2 separate regions of the Mus musculus genome follow, and region 1 is linked to region 2. A link is a contact called in public ChIA-PET data. All regions are on one chromosome and are shown on one strand. The core of a region is the stretch at or near the end of the contact, and the rest is flanking DNA. Distances in the headings are between cores, read along the strand shown.

Region 1 (6,083 bases), core at 2,946-5,445, 170 kb after region 2:
CTCAGTGCATAAGTTCTGTAAAGCCCAGTTCAGGGCCACAGTTGCAAAGCATAAAGTCCTTTGAGTTGACCCCTGACTCAGAGTCTCAAAGTACAAAATCTGTTCTGTTAAACTCTAGATCACCTTCTCAAGGTGTGGGTTCATCTAACTTAATGCTAGGGGCAAAGTTTCAAAAGAACCCACTTTTGAAGAACCCACTTTTTTGGGGGGGGTTATGGCAGGAAAGTGCACAACCTGTATTAAGTTTGAGGCCTCAGTCAAATGGTGTGAATTCTGTGGCTTTACCAAGGTCACCACCTGAAGACAGAAAGTTTCCCTTGCACTAAAGCCATGTTTTCAAGATACAAACCCTAAGGAGCTGATAATAGGATCCAAACAAGAAAGTCTGAATTGCCAACTCTTTCCTTCAGAGGAGAAACCAATGATGGTATTGGCACCACAGTTCACCAGGAAGCTCTTAGCAGGACCAGCACTGACTAGTGTCAAATTTTCAAATTTGTCACTGAAATCACAGCAGCAAAATACAAAATCTTTGGCATTTACTTCAGAGCCAAAATGGCAAGGTGTAAAACAGGTAAAATTGTCATCAGTGTCTCTGCCAGAACCAGGAAAATCTGTGGAGTCACCACCAAAGTCAATTCTTCAAAACATGAAACCTGGGAACCCAATGCCCCAGACAATTGATTCTGTCACAAAATCTGCTAAAGTCATATATAGACCAGAGCGACAGGTGGTGGACTTTGCAGGGATGAGCATGAAACCTAGGTATCAAGTCCCTAAATTGAATTTTACTTCACCAATTTATCAAGATGTGGGATCTTTAGAAATGAAAAAAGGGTTGGGACATAAAAGCAAAGAAATGATGGAGAAATCTGTGAGGTTGGGCTCCAACCCAACACATAAAGTCATAGAATCATTAGAGATGCCCCTGAAGCTAGATCTCCAAGTATCAGAATTTTTTGATCTGACTCCAACACTAAGTGATCAAGATTCAAAATCCTCAGAACTAAACCAGATCCCAGAAACTCCTGAGTTACATTCTTGGTCATGGCCTCAATTTCAAGATTTCAAGGAGTTACACATAAAAGAAGTTATAGAATCTGATAGAATGGCCCTCAACGTCAAGAGTCATGTTGCAGACATGATAGAGATGACTTGTGAAGCAAGACAGCCAGCGAAAGAATTTCATAGAATGACTCCAAAGCCAGTAAATAGAGATCCCGGATTTGTAGAAAAATCTCCAAGGCCATGTCCTCAAGACTTAGGACCTCTGGGGGTGGCCTCTAAGAAAATATCTCAAAGGGAACAATCTGTAGTATCAACACCAAGGCCATTCTGTCACATCCCAGATCCTGTTTCAGGAATAACACCAGGGCCAGGACCTCAGATTCCCAAATCTAAAAATTTGGCCTCTATGCTGTGGCTGCAAAAAAAAATCCTCTGAGTTGTCATGCAATCAAGCCAGTCAATTTGAGGGAAATACAGACTCTGTAGAGCTCACCTTTGGTACACGGCAGCCAGGAGAGGTAGCGGCTAAGCTAACAGAACCTCAGAATCTGAGCCTGGAAAGTGCAAGCATCACTCCAATAGAATCACTGGATCAAACGGTAAACTTTGTAGGCATTAATCCAAAGCCACCAGATCGAGTGACAGAATCTGCAAAGACACCCCTTCCAGTTCCTCAATCAGTTACCCTCCCCAAAGTTTCTGAAAATGTGGAAGAGATTCCTGGACCACCACTTCAAGTTATAAAGTCTGTGAAGATTCCAGAGAGTACCCCTCAAAAGTCAAAATACAATGATTTGACTCCCAGAATACATGATGTAATAAGTTCAGAATTTGCTCCAAGACTTTGGCTACAAAATGTGCAGTCCAATAAATTAACCCTAGCACCAACACATCAGGTTTTAGAAACAAAAGGACAACCAGGCTTTCAAATTATAAAGACTGTATTAAATCCCAAACCACTGGTTCTGATTGTAAAATCTGAAGAAGTGGCATCAGAACTCACCATGAGATCAAGCATTAAAATAAAGGAGTGTTTGAATTTACACCCAAGACCACATCTTCAAGGACTGGTAAAACTTGCAGGGTTAACTCCAAAGGCCCATATTCAAGTGACTTCTGCAGTTTTAATATTTCAGCAAACATCTCCCCTTAAGGATCCTACATTGTTAACTCATGAACATAGGCTTCAGGCTGAAAAATCTCTAGGCCTCACACCAGAATCTCGTAAATTAATGAAAATGGAGGGTTCAAATCAGAGTAAAGACTCAGAGATGATCACATCAGTACAGTTACAGGCAGAGAACTCCTTATCTTGTTTCATACACAGCCCTTCAGCCCCATTTCTTTCAAGCGTTGATAAAACAACCCAATTAGGGCACCTTCAGGGTTCTGTGGCGCCTGAAGTTTCAAGAGTTTTTGGTATGGAAAACCTTGGTTTGGGAATTTTGCAGTCTTCAAAGTCCTACACAGACACTATTATAATAAAATCTTCAGTTCGTCCCTTGGTCCTTCCAAATCTACCCTCTGATAAGACAGGAGACACCAAGGGAAACCCATATCCTGAGATCTGGAATATTAATGTCTTATCTAAGAAAGGAATTGAAAAGGGCCAAATGGAGGAATTCCAGAGGTATTCTTCATATTCATTCAAACTACTAACAGAGGAGTTTCAGGCTGGATTAGGGGCTCGAAGAAGCTCTATCGGTTCTTTCCTGGGCATACAACAGAATGTCTGGGAAAGTCATGTCTGTAGGCAGCGACTACCTAGGAAATACCTCTCCAGTATGCTAATGCTGGGGAATGTCATGGGAACCACTATGGAAAGGAAGCCTTGTTTTCAGTCATTTGTAACAGAAGGCTCCACTATGGACATCTACCAATCTATTCTTAATTTTTGGGGTTCCAGCTGAACTAATGGTATTTTCTCAAAGCCTGCTAGAAAGGGTTTCAAGGACTGTTTCTCAGACTTCAGTGGTTAAAAACTATATTCAGAGACATATTTTATGTCACAGTAATGAGAAAAGAATGCCTTTAACGATGTCAACACTCTGCTCAACATCTTCCATAATCCAGCAATACTCTGGTAGTAGATTGGGAGTCAAGAAAACTAGTTCAAAGTTCAGCGACATATTCCAGGAAGTCACTGAGCATGTGTCTGTCTCTTGTACCGGGGCTGAGTTTACTTCCTTGATGAAATCAGAGTCATTAAAGTCCCTCCCAGAGAAACAGTCTTAGTTCCTCTGTAAGAACTTATCATAGCTCTTTGATAGAAGACATAACAGTCTCTTTAAGGGGAGAGGCCACAGTTCCTCAAGGAGAAGTCCTCAAAATCCCTCAGGGAGTAGCTTTCCAAGTCCTTCAGGGAAGAGCCCTAGAAGTCACTTGAGGTGGAGCCCTTGTAGTCCCTCAGGAAGGAACCTTCACAGTCCCTCAGGGAGAAGCCCTTGTAGACTTCTAGAGAGAAGAGGGCACATTCCTTCTGTGAAGAAGAGTCTACACAGTCTTTCAGGGAGGAGTCAGCAGACTCTCTATTCTCTGAGATGCCTCAGTCCCTCAAAAACGAGCCATCTCAGTCTCTCGTGGACGTCACTGGGCAGTCATTCAGAAAGGAGCCATGGTAATTTCTCTGAAAGATCCTTTTCCGTTCCCTCTGGTTGGAAAGGACATAGTTCTGGATCAAGCCCACTTCTTCTAAGAACAGGCATTGTTCCAGACTCATCCGCTGGAGAGATCCAGATGTAACTTGGCTAAAGTGTTCATGTCTTTCAGGGACCGCACCAAAAAAAAAAAAAAAAAAAAAAATCCAAAAGCTAGACAAGTTTGGAGGCCAGAAGTTAGTGGATAAGGAGAGTTCTGTCCCTCACCTGAGCAAAGAAAGAGATATCTGGGAGGGAAGGAGAAGAGAATGGGTCTTTAATTTAAGATCAATAAAGGGGCGATTTGAATTTCGTTTGCATCTGTAAAACCACTTGTGGGATGGGTGGGAGTAGGTGTGCAAACGCTAGTTCGGGAGGACCCCTTAAATATTCAGACTCCTCCCATTTGCTCCAACCTTCACGCCCCAAAGGCCTGCCTACTCCCTTGTTGCTATGGGGGCGGGGTCTCAATGGAAGCCGAAGAAGAGTTATCACGTGACTCCTTTCCCGCCGCAGCCCCCTCGGAAGCAGCTAGGCGGAAGTAGGTGTTCAGAACAGGGTTAGTCGCCGCTGAGACCACATCCGGGAGAGGCGAGGAGAGCGGAAGTGGCGTTGGTCTGTCCGGAGCCCTTGGGTGAAATTGTTAGGCGTGGAGGGGGAGTGATGTCTTCCAGACTCGGTGCAGTCACCGCCGTGAGTTTCTTGGTGTGACCATTATACTTTAGAAATAGAACTGTCGAGCTGAGAACACGCGGTCCTTTGCTTTTGTTTTGTACTCAGAGTTGTTTTTTTTTTTTTTTTCCGGAGCCAATCCTAGGCCCCACCCTTTTATATCAGATCCACTTACCGCCTTTTTTCTTCCCATTTTTATTTTTATTGCTTAGTCCTCGTATCCTTGGACTGAGTTCCTCGACACATTGTAATTATTTATATTCCTTCAGCATCCCCAGTGCCTCCCGTTTCTTTTAATATATATATGATACATATGTATATATCATATATATATTTTTTTTTTCCTCGTCTTTTCTTTTCAAGCCTCTATCTAGGATAGGGTTTTGAGAATGGACAAAGATGAAAACTCTGGTATTGTCAACCCGTCTTTACATTGTGAATAAATAGAATGGCACAGGTTTCCTAAAAAGTGTCTCCTTCAGTCCATTTGAAGTAGTTGCTCGGGACAGCTTCACATCTAGGCACAAGGGGGATTCATCTCTTTGCGGATGAGCTTCAAAGGTCCCTAGCACTCACTCCTGTGCTTGTGATTTGCTAGACCCCGGGACCCACATCCCTTAAGCAGCAGAGGAGCACCAGGATCGTGGGAGCTAAGAAGTAAGTGAGGTTTTCTGAGGACATTTTTGTAATGGTGTAGACAGTGCTGCTAAAGATGTTCTGTGTCTGCACTGTGGAGCATCATAGCCACCAGACAGGTATGGCTTTGGGGCACTTGAGATGTGGCTAGTACAATTGAAGAACCGAATTACAAATTCTATTTCATTTTAATGGACTAAAACTTCAATAACCATCTGTAGGTAGTAGCTACGGGATTGGACAGTGCAGATAAAATCCTAGTGTGGGGGAAAGAAAACCTGGCTTGCAATAAAGATGCAGTCTAATAAAAATGGAGTGTGTGTTTCAGTTAGTGGTATTCCTGCGTGGCCTCTGCCCCCCATATCAAATATGTGCTCATAATTAATTTGATGGACTGGGGAGGGAAATAAAAACAGCTATAAGCAATCTTTACATTTCTAAGCTACTTGGTTGCAGCCCTGATTTATTGTTTTGTGTAATGAATGTGCTAAGTTTTGCCATGGCTAACACAAAAGAAAGATTTTATTAACTTGGACCTCCGGGGTGAGTTCATTCACTTAGATAACACTTACGGGATGTCTGCTCTGAACAAGCTGTGTAGTAGGTTGGGCACCCAGGCATGACAACAGAGCTGTCTGTTCAACAGATGAATTGGGTAATCACGGCAATACAATACAGTATAATAGGAAAAAACTGTTTTTTTGTGGTAGGGGCTCACTATCTGGAAATTCCCTGTGACACTTGGCTTGGCCTGTAACTTGTAGTCCTCAGGCATCTGTCTCCTGAGTGCTGGGATCACAGGCCTGGGCCACCACACACTTGTATTTTTGTTTGAGATGGGGTTTCACTATGTAGCCCAGGCTGACCAGGAGCTTACTGTGTCGGCCAGGGTGGACTTTAACTTTTGCAGTTTCTGCCCTCAGCCTTCCCAGTACCGGGATCACAGGCATGTGCTACGCTTTTAATTTGTGCAACTGCTAGTAAATATTCCTATAGTGGAATTTAATGCCACTTTTGGGAAGCAAAGGGATGATTTCAGTATTACCAGAATAGTCCACGCAAAGACAGAGGCTTGAAGGTCGAAGAATAATTCAGTTAGAGACTGAGCAGTCCCACCCTCCTGTCCCATGA
Region 2 (6,189 bases), core at 2,603-5,102:
CAGGGTCACTGCAATGTGGGCTTCCCTCTAGGAATCTAATACAAGGTCAGGAAACTTAAGCAAGGACTACTGTGGAGGCTGGGCCACCAGTGGGGAGGGGATACAGGCTGTGCTTGCAGTTTTCTCATAGAGATTAGGGGTGGTACACAGAGAAAACAAAGCAGCCTGCATGGTCTTCTCCTCAGGGTTCTAATTAATTAGACTGACACATGTCTGGGGTCTCCTGGTATCAACATACCCTGATAGAGGACATGGTGACTCTCTCAGGGGCCTCAATATTGTACCATACACATAAGCTGTTTCGGTTCTGAGCTACCAGCACATCACTCCCCGGAACCCACTGCACGTAGGAGCAGAAGTTGAGGATCATTGTCTTAGAGCAGCTTTCAATATCATATAGATGCAGCTGGAAGAGGAGAGAGACAGCACAGTTAAAAGGGGTGTGATGACATCATCTGATTTTGCCCATTCCCCCAGTGGCAAAATGAGTTTCCAGCCCTTGGGGTTTACTCTAGATTGGTATATCCTAACTTTGGTCAAGGATGAGAAGACCAAATGAGCTAAGACCCACTAGTTAAGGCATTGGTAGGTGAAGGTCAGACTTTCATTCTTAGAGTAAGCCTGGACCAGACTAAAGAGGCTGCCAAACAAAACTAAATGAGTGGCCAATTCACAGTGGTTCATTCACTGCAATGGACAATTGAGGGAACTAAAAAGGGGCCTAGGGGAAGGGGGTGGGAAGGACAGCCCACGTCCCGCCAGAGTTCCACCTATGCTCTGTCTGTGCATAGCCTAATGCCCCACAGACAATCACTAGAAAGGCTAACCTCTTTAGTGATGCCATACTGAGAAAAGACTATGTAAGGGTTACTCAAGGGATTACTCAAGCCAGCCTCCATGCTTTGAGCTAAGTGTGGCTGAACTGCACTGGTGGAGAGGGGCTGGGCAAAGGTCAGCCAGACCTGAGGAAGGGGGACATAGCTTCATGAGGACACAGACTTGTGAACAGTAAGAGAGAAGCCAATTCTCAAACGCCCTTCCTGACTCTGTTCCCATCATAAAACGATCTCCTTACTCTTGTCCAGTGCACAGGACAGGTGGTGATAGAATACAGACTGTCCTTTGTTCCTCTGCTATGCTAATGGTACAGAGAACCAAGAACCTAGTTCTGCATTGCCCACCACAGTCCTTGGTAACAGCTTATTTCACACCCTCTGGACCATCCTATGCCTAAAGACCGAGTAACCCTTCTCACCCGAAGTTTCCGGTCTCTAAAGAGAAGCTTGTGTCCAGTCTCGTTAAGTTCTAGCCAATCCACCCGGCTTTCGTGACTGATAGTACCAATGTTGTAGCCACCAATCAGATCCACTGCGAAGAAGACAGGGTAAGAAGGTGACTCCAGCCATGTGGAAGGCTACAGTTGGTCTGTACAACTCTGGTCTTAAAACAGGCTGGACTTTAAGAACATTTCATCAGTCCAGGGGTATCAGTGAGGACTTCAAAAAACCAATACAGAACAATTTTTCTAGAATGCTTCAAAAACTAGGTCTTGCCACATAATATTTATTCCATGTCTATAGTCCCAGAATTTAGGAGGTGAAGGCTGGAAGATCAGTTCAAAATCAGTCACAGAGCAAGTTTGAGTCTAGCCCAGGCTAGATGCAGCCGCAGACACAAAGACACATACAAGAAAGTTAAGAAACTTATCTAGAATTACAGATAGTTTTACTTGACTTTGCAGCTAACTAAAAGGTCTTATGGGAGGTACATGGCTATCATCCCAGCCCCCAGAAAGCTAAGGCACAAAGAGAGGGAGTTTGTGGCTAGCCCCTTCTATGTAGGTCAGCTCCAGCTACCTCATCTGACCCTGACTTGAAACAATCAGTTGAAAACAGTTGAATGTGGTCCTGAGTTCCAGAGATAACTGATGACTGAAACGGCCTTGGTGATGTCATACTCCAAGTGTATGACATACACCTGAGTGATGGAGTGCTCAAGGGGAAATGAGCATCGAAGAGTGGAGGGGCACACAGATAGAGCAGGAGAAGGAAGCCTCGAGTCAGCCAGGGTCAGCGAGCTCAGTGGCTCACAATCAGACTTTGGACAAAGGCAGAAAGGCCGAGTCAGGAAGGCGACCAACTGGAGACCAGCCAGCGTGCAGACTAGTTATGCGGTAGTCTTAACTTTGGAGACATAGAGATTATGACACTGGGCATTGTGGCTTCTATCTGTAATCCCAATACTCAAGGGTCTGAGGCAGGAGGATCAGGAATTCAAAGTAAATCTGGGCTACATGAGACCCTGTCTTAAAACACCAAACCACAAAACAAAACAGCAACCAAAACTAAGCCAAACCAAGCCATGTTAAAATAGCATGGGTGCCGGGCGTGGTGGCACACGCCTTTAATCCCAGCACTTGGGAGGCAGAGGCAGGTGGATTTCTGAGTTTGAGGCCAGTTTGGTCTACAGAGTGAGTTATAGGACAGCCAGGGTTACACAGAGAAACCCTGTCTCAAAAAACCAAAACCAAAACAAAAAATTAGCAAGGGCTTTGTGAACCTTGAAATTACACACAAAATTTTATGTATATGCACTTTTGGGGGGAATGTCAATAATTTTCATTATACTTAAGGGACTAGTGACTTGGAAAATTGACAAACTCTGTGTGTGTGTGTCTCTCTCTCTCTCTCTCTCTGTGTGTGTGTGTGTGTGTGAATGGACTTCAGACTGAATGGACTAGTCTGAAGTCTCATAGTTTGTCATTGCCACTTGAGTCTTAGGCTTCTTGGCCTACATATCATTTCCACTGCAGATACCAGGATTTCTGAGCTCAGAAGAGAAATGGATATTCATGAAATATGAAACTATCTTAAGAAGAGGCCCATATGTGTATGAAAGCATCATTTATGACAGGGATGGCATAACAAACCAGTGGGTAAATGGTTAAACAGATGGAAGAAATAAAGCTAAAACCCACATCAAATACAAAAATAAATACCAGGTGGAAAGCAGAAGTTAAGAATGTAAAAATATAGGAGGGCATAGGGGAAACATTCTTAAACAAGACCTCAGAATCAGCAACCGTGTTACTGTCATATTGGCAGTACTGGTGCCTGAACCCAGGGCCTGCCCCACTCTCTACCACCAAGCTACATCCCAACCTCAATTGTCTTTTAATTAAAAAAATTTTTTTTCCAGCCTAGTCAACAGAATGAGTTCTAGGACAGCCAAGGTTACACAGAGAAACCCTGTCTCAAAAAACAAAAACAAGAACAACATTTAATTACTGTTATTTACTTTTTAAAAAAAATTTCGAGGAGCACATTTGGAAGTCGGAAGACAGCTTGCAGGAGTCAGTGCTCTCCCTCTCAAGCCCTCAGGCACGGAGTCGAGCACCTGCAGGTGTGAGTTACCTTGCTGGCCCCTATCTAATTTTTAAAGGTGATGCAGGGCTGAGGTTTGACCCCTTGCTTCAGGTTGCCCTTTTACCCCCACTTGCGTGCTATGCATACACGCCTCCCCCAAGCCCAGTGCATAAGTAAGTACAGGAACATTTTTAAATGTCGGAATACTAAAGACACTAAAAAGGGAATGGCTTAAAATCTGCAGAGGCTACAAACACACACACATGCATACACATGCTCATACACATGTATATGTGAAGGCCTTCTCATCTCTAACAGAGACGACTTGACTTTTACAATGTGTTCGGGATGAGAACTGCAATTCACAGAAGAAGGCATCTGAGTGACAATATGAAATGCAGGAGCTTTCACACACACACCAGGCAATCACGACTCGAGAGAGTGTGAGAGAAACGGAAGGAAGCTGGTCAGCCTCCGTGGAGAGCAGCAGGAAATACTTAGTGAAGGTGAAAATACAGCGAGTCTACTCTAAGGACAGACTCAGAGAGTGGCATTACCTCCAACAACACCCGACACGCACATGGAACACACACACACTCACGTGTGGGCAAAATAGCCATACATATCAAATAAAAAGAAATCTTTTAAAACTTAACACGTTAAATGTCACGAGTAAGATATGAAGCAAAAGACTCAGTGTAAATATGACAAACTGTTATGATTCAGCAGAACTAGGCATGGGTAAGCAAGTTTTACTAGTATGTCACGACTATCAACAGTCGGAATTTACTGAACGACTCTGCGTCAGGCGAGGATCTCAGTGCTTCCATCTGACGCAGGTACTGACTTTGTTCCCACTGTGTGAGAAAGACTAAGGAAGTTTGGTAGACTCACACGCAGCAAGTGCACACGGGGTGGCTGGCTGACCACAGTCCCACTCTTACAGCCATGCTGCATTCACATGTCTATACTTTCTGGAGGGTGCTATGCTATTCTTGATGCCTGTAACATTTGGTGGTAAAAATGATAAAGATTTATAAATGGAATCCTTGTGGAATGCAAATTAAGTTTTTATTGATACTAGTCACTAATAAGGGATTTTTTAAAATGATGGCCCTTCTAGTTCTAAAAAGTCTATGATTTCATGATGTCTAAGCAGGAAAATTCCTGCAGATGCTGATAGCTCTCTCCTGTTCACGACTTGCTGGCCCTGAGCTCTATGCCCAGAGAACATGGTAATTATATGGACAAGCCTATATATCTACATCCACAGCTAGGTAGTTACCTGGAGGCATGCCCACAGGGACACTTTGGATAACCACTGTAAAAATGCATTTACCTGGTGTCTTTCAGTTTCTCAGATTCCTCACTGACAAAATCTGTGATACAGAGTGCAACACAGGTATCTGTTCTGATATTAAAGTTACAAGAGTATCTTACCTATAGCAATTGTCTTAATATCAACAAGATAAGCCAATTTCTTATTATCTTCCATTCCTCGCTGGCAGCGCTCATTGATACGGACGCTGAAATATAAAGGACTTGGTAAGGTAAGGGCTTGTATTGAAGGTTCTGAGTACCGTATGGATGAAGTTTCAGACTGATCTGGGGGCAATCTAAGCATAGTTTAGAAGTTCAAAAGGAATTCTCCTGGCCTTCAAGGGTTCAGAGAACCTTGTCAGGTTACCTGATGAGGTGAGGGTTCATGAATTCGGTGCGCACAGAACCCAAGGAGTCGTTACTCCCATATTCCACCAGGGTCAGCTCTCCAGCATTGAAGATCATGCACACCTGGGGAGAATGGGAGAGGGGCGAGGAGAAAAACAGTGGGAGGGGTAGTATAGTTTAGGGTGACTTCTCCTTCTCTTTTCCTGCTCGACCCCCACCGTCTACCTGCTGGCTCCTGCCCCTCCCACTCAGCCTTCTGACTAGGAGCTGGAATGAGGTTTATAGGCATGCTGGCAGGGGCTGAGTTCTACTTACATTCTCATTTTCAAAGAAATATTTCTCATTGCCCCCAGATCCCTGCCAGGCTATCTGCAAAGTAAGGAGAAAACACCAGAGACAATGTAGAGAATTACCCAAGACAAGGCCGGGAGACCTCAATCGGGGAGGTTTCAGTGCTGCATGGAAGATGCGCTGTGTCAGAGCCTTGCCTTGCTTCCTACACTTTCAGAGGTGGCTGTGTAAAAACAGCCTGACTAAAGAAATTCATACTCCAGGATTTTACCCCTCTCACTTCTTGAAACAAGGTCACCACCATCAGAATGTCAGGGCCTCTTTTGGGGATCTTACCTCTTGGGGTCCTGGTCCCCAGAATTAGCCAAGACATCCCGTTGCCCAATCTTGCATCCTTGGTCCCTACCTCGCTGAGGCGGTTCGTGTTCAGGTCTCCCAGCAGCAGTGTGTCTGATGTGTGAGCCACCAAGTAACGTTCCTTTCCCAGGATTTTCACCTCTTCTACTTCATAGCCATAGTGTGACTTGAGCACCACCCTGGTCCCTGAAGACAGGTTCTTCACAATCACCTGGTAAGGGACAAGTGTGAGCCCTTCAGCCTTTCCCAGCACAGAAGAGAAGCGAAGGTGCTTGCCTTTCACACAACTCTAGGATGCTGAACACAGCTAATGCCTGCATCTGCACTTGTCCTGGGATGCTGTTGATGATGGCAATGCCTGACACTCACATGGGGATTTGCTACTTAGGAAATACTTCCACAGTCCCGCTTCTGCTGTTCACGATACATTTGATTCTGAAAGTTCTACTGAATCGCACCAATCTCTCACTTTGTTTCCACAGTTCTTAGTACAAGTCTCTCTATCTAT

Evidence for each region. ChIA-PET counts read pairs in DNA pulled down with a chosen protein or histone mark.
Region 1: an RNA polymerase II ChIA-PET map of memory CD8 T cells shows a contact between it and region 2, with 13 read pairs. The contact joins the promoter of Zfp512 here to the enhancer-like site in region 2. A contact is called at or near these places in 1 of 484 Hi-C or Micro-C datasets (neural progenitor cells), 6 of 115 datasets of contacts at active chromatin or transcription factors (T-cell acute lymphoblastic leukemia, bone marrow-derived macrophages, embryonic stem cells and 3 more) and 3 of 9 other capture datasets (adipose tissue, liver and pancreatic islet).

What each region holds. Positions count from the first base shown.
Region 1 is chr5:31,448,241-31,454,323 of GRCm38.p6, forward strand. It overlaps Zfp512 (zinc finger protein 512), which reads left to right and starts at 4,196. Exons shown (of 14, transcript NM_172993.3): 1 at 4,196-4,337; 2 at 4,915-4,973. The coding sequence starts at 4,308.
Region 2 is chr5:31,275,614-31,281,802 of GRCm38.p6, forward strand. Ift172 (intraflagellar transport 172) reads right to left here. Exons shown (of 48, transcript NM_026298.5): 11 at 5,731-5,892; 12 at 5,349-5,402; 13 at 5,053-5,156; 14 at 4,806-4,891; 15 at 1,256-1,368; 16 at 239-406. Among named protein-coding and RNA genes, the nearest start is that of Ift172, 12 kb to the right of the region's middle. Within about 2 kb of position 3,853, at least 26 of the 459 cell types and tissues checked have an H3K27ac peak or open chromatin away from gene starts, as enhancers often do. A contact at or near this core is called in memory CD8 T cells, where this site is marked.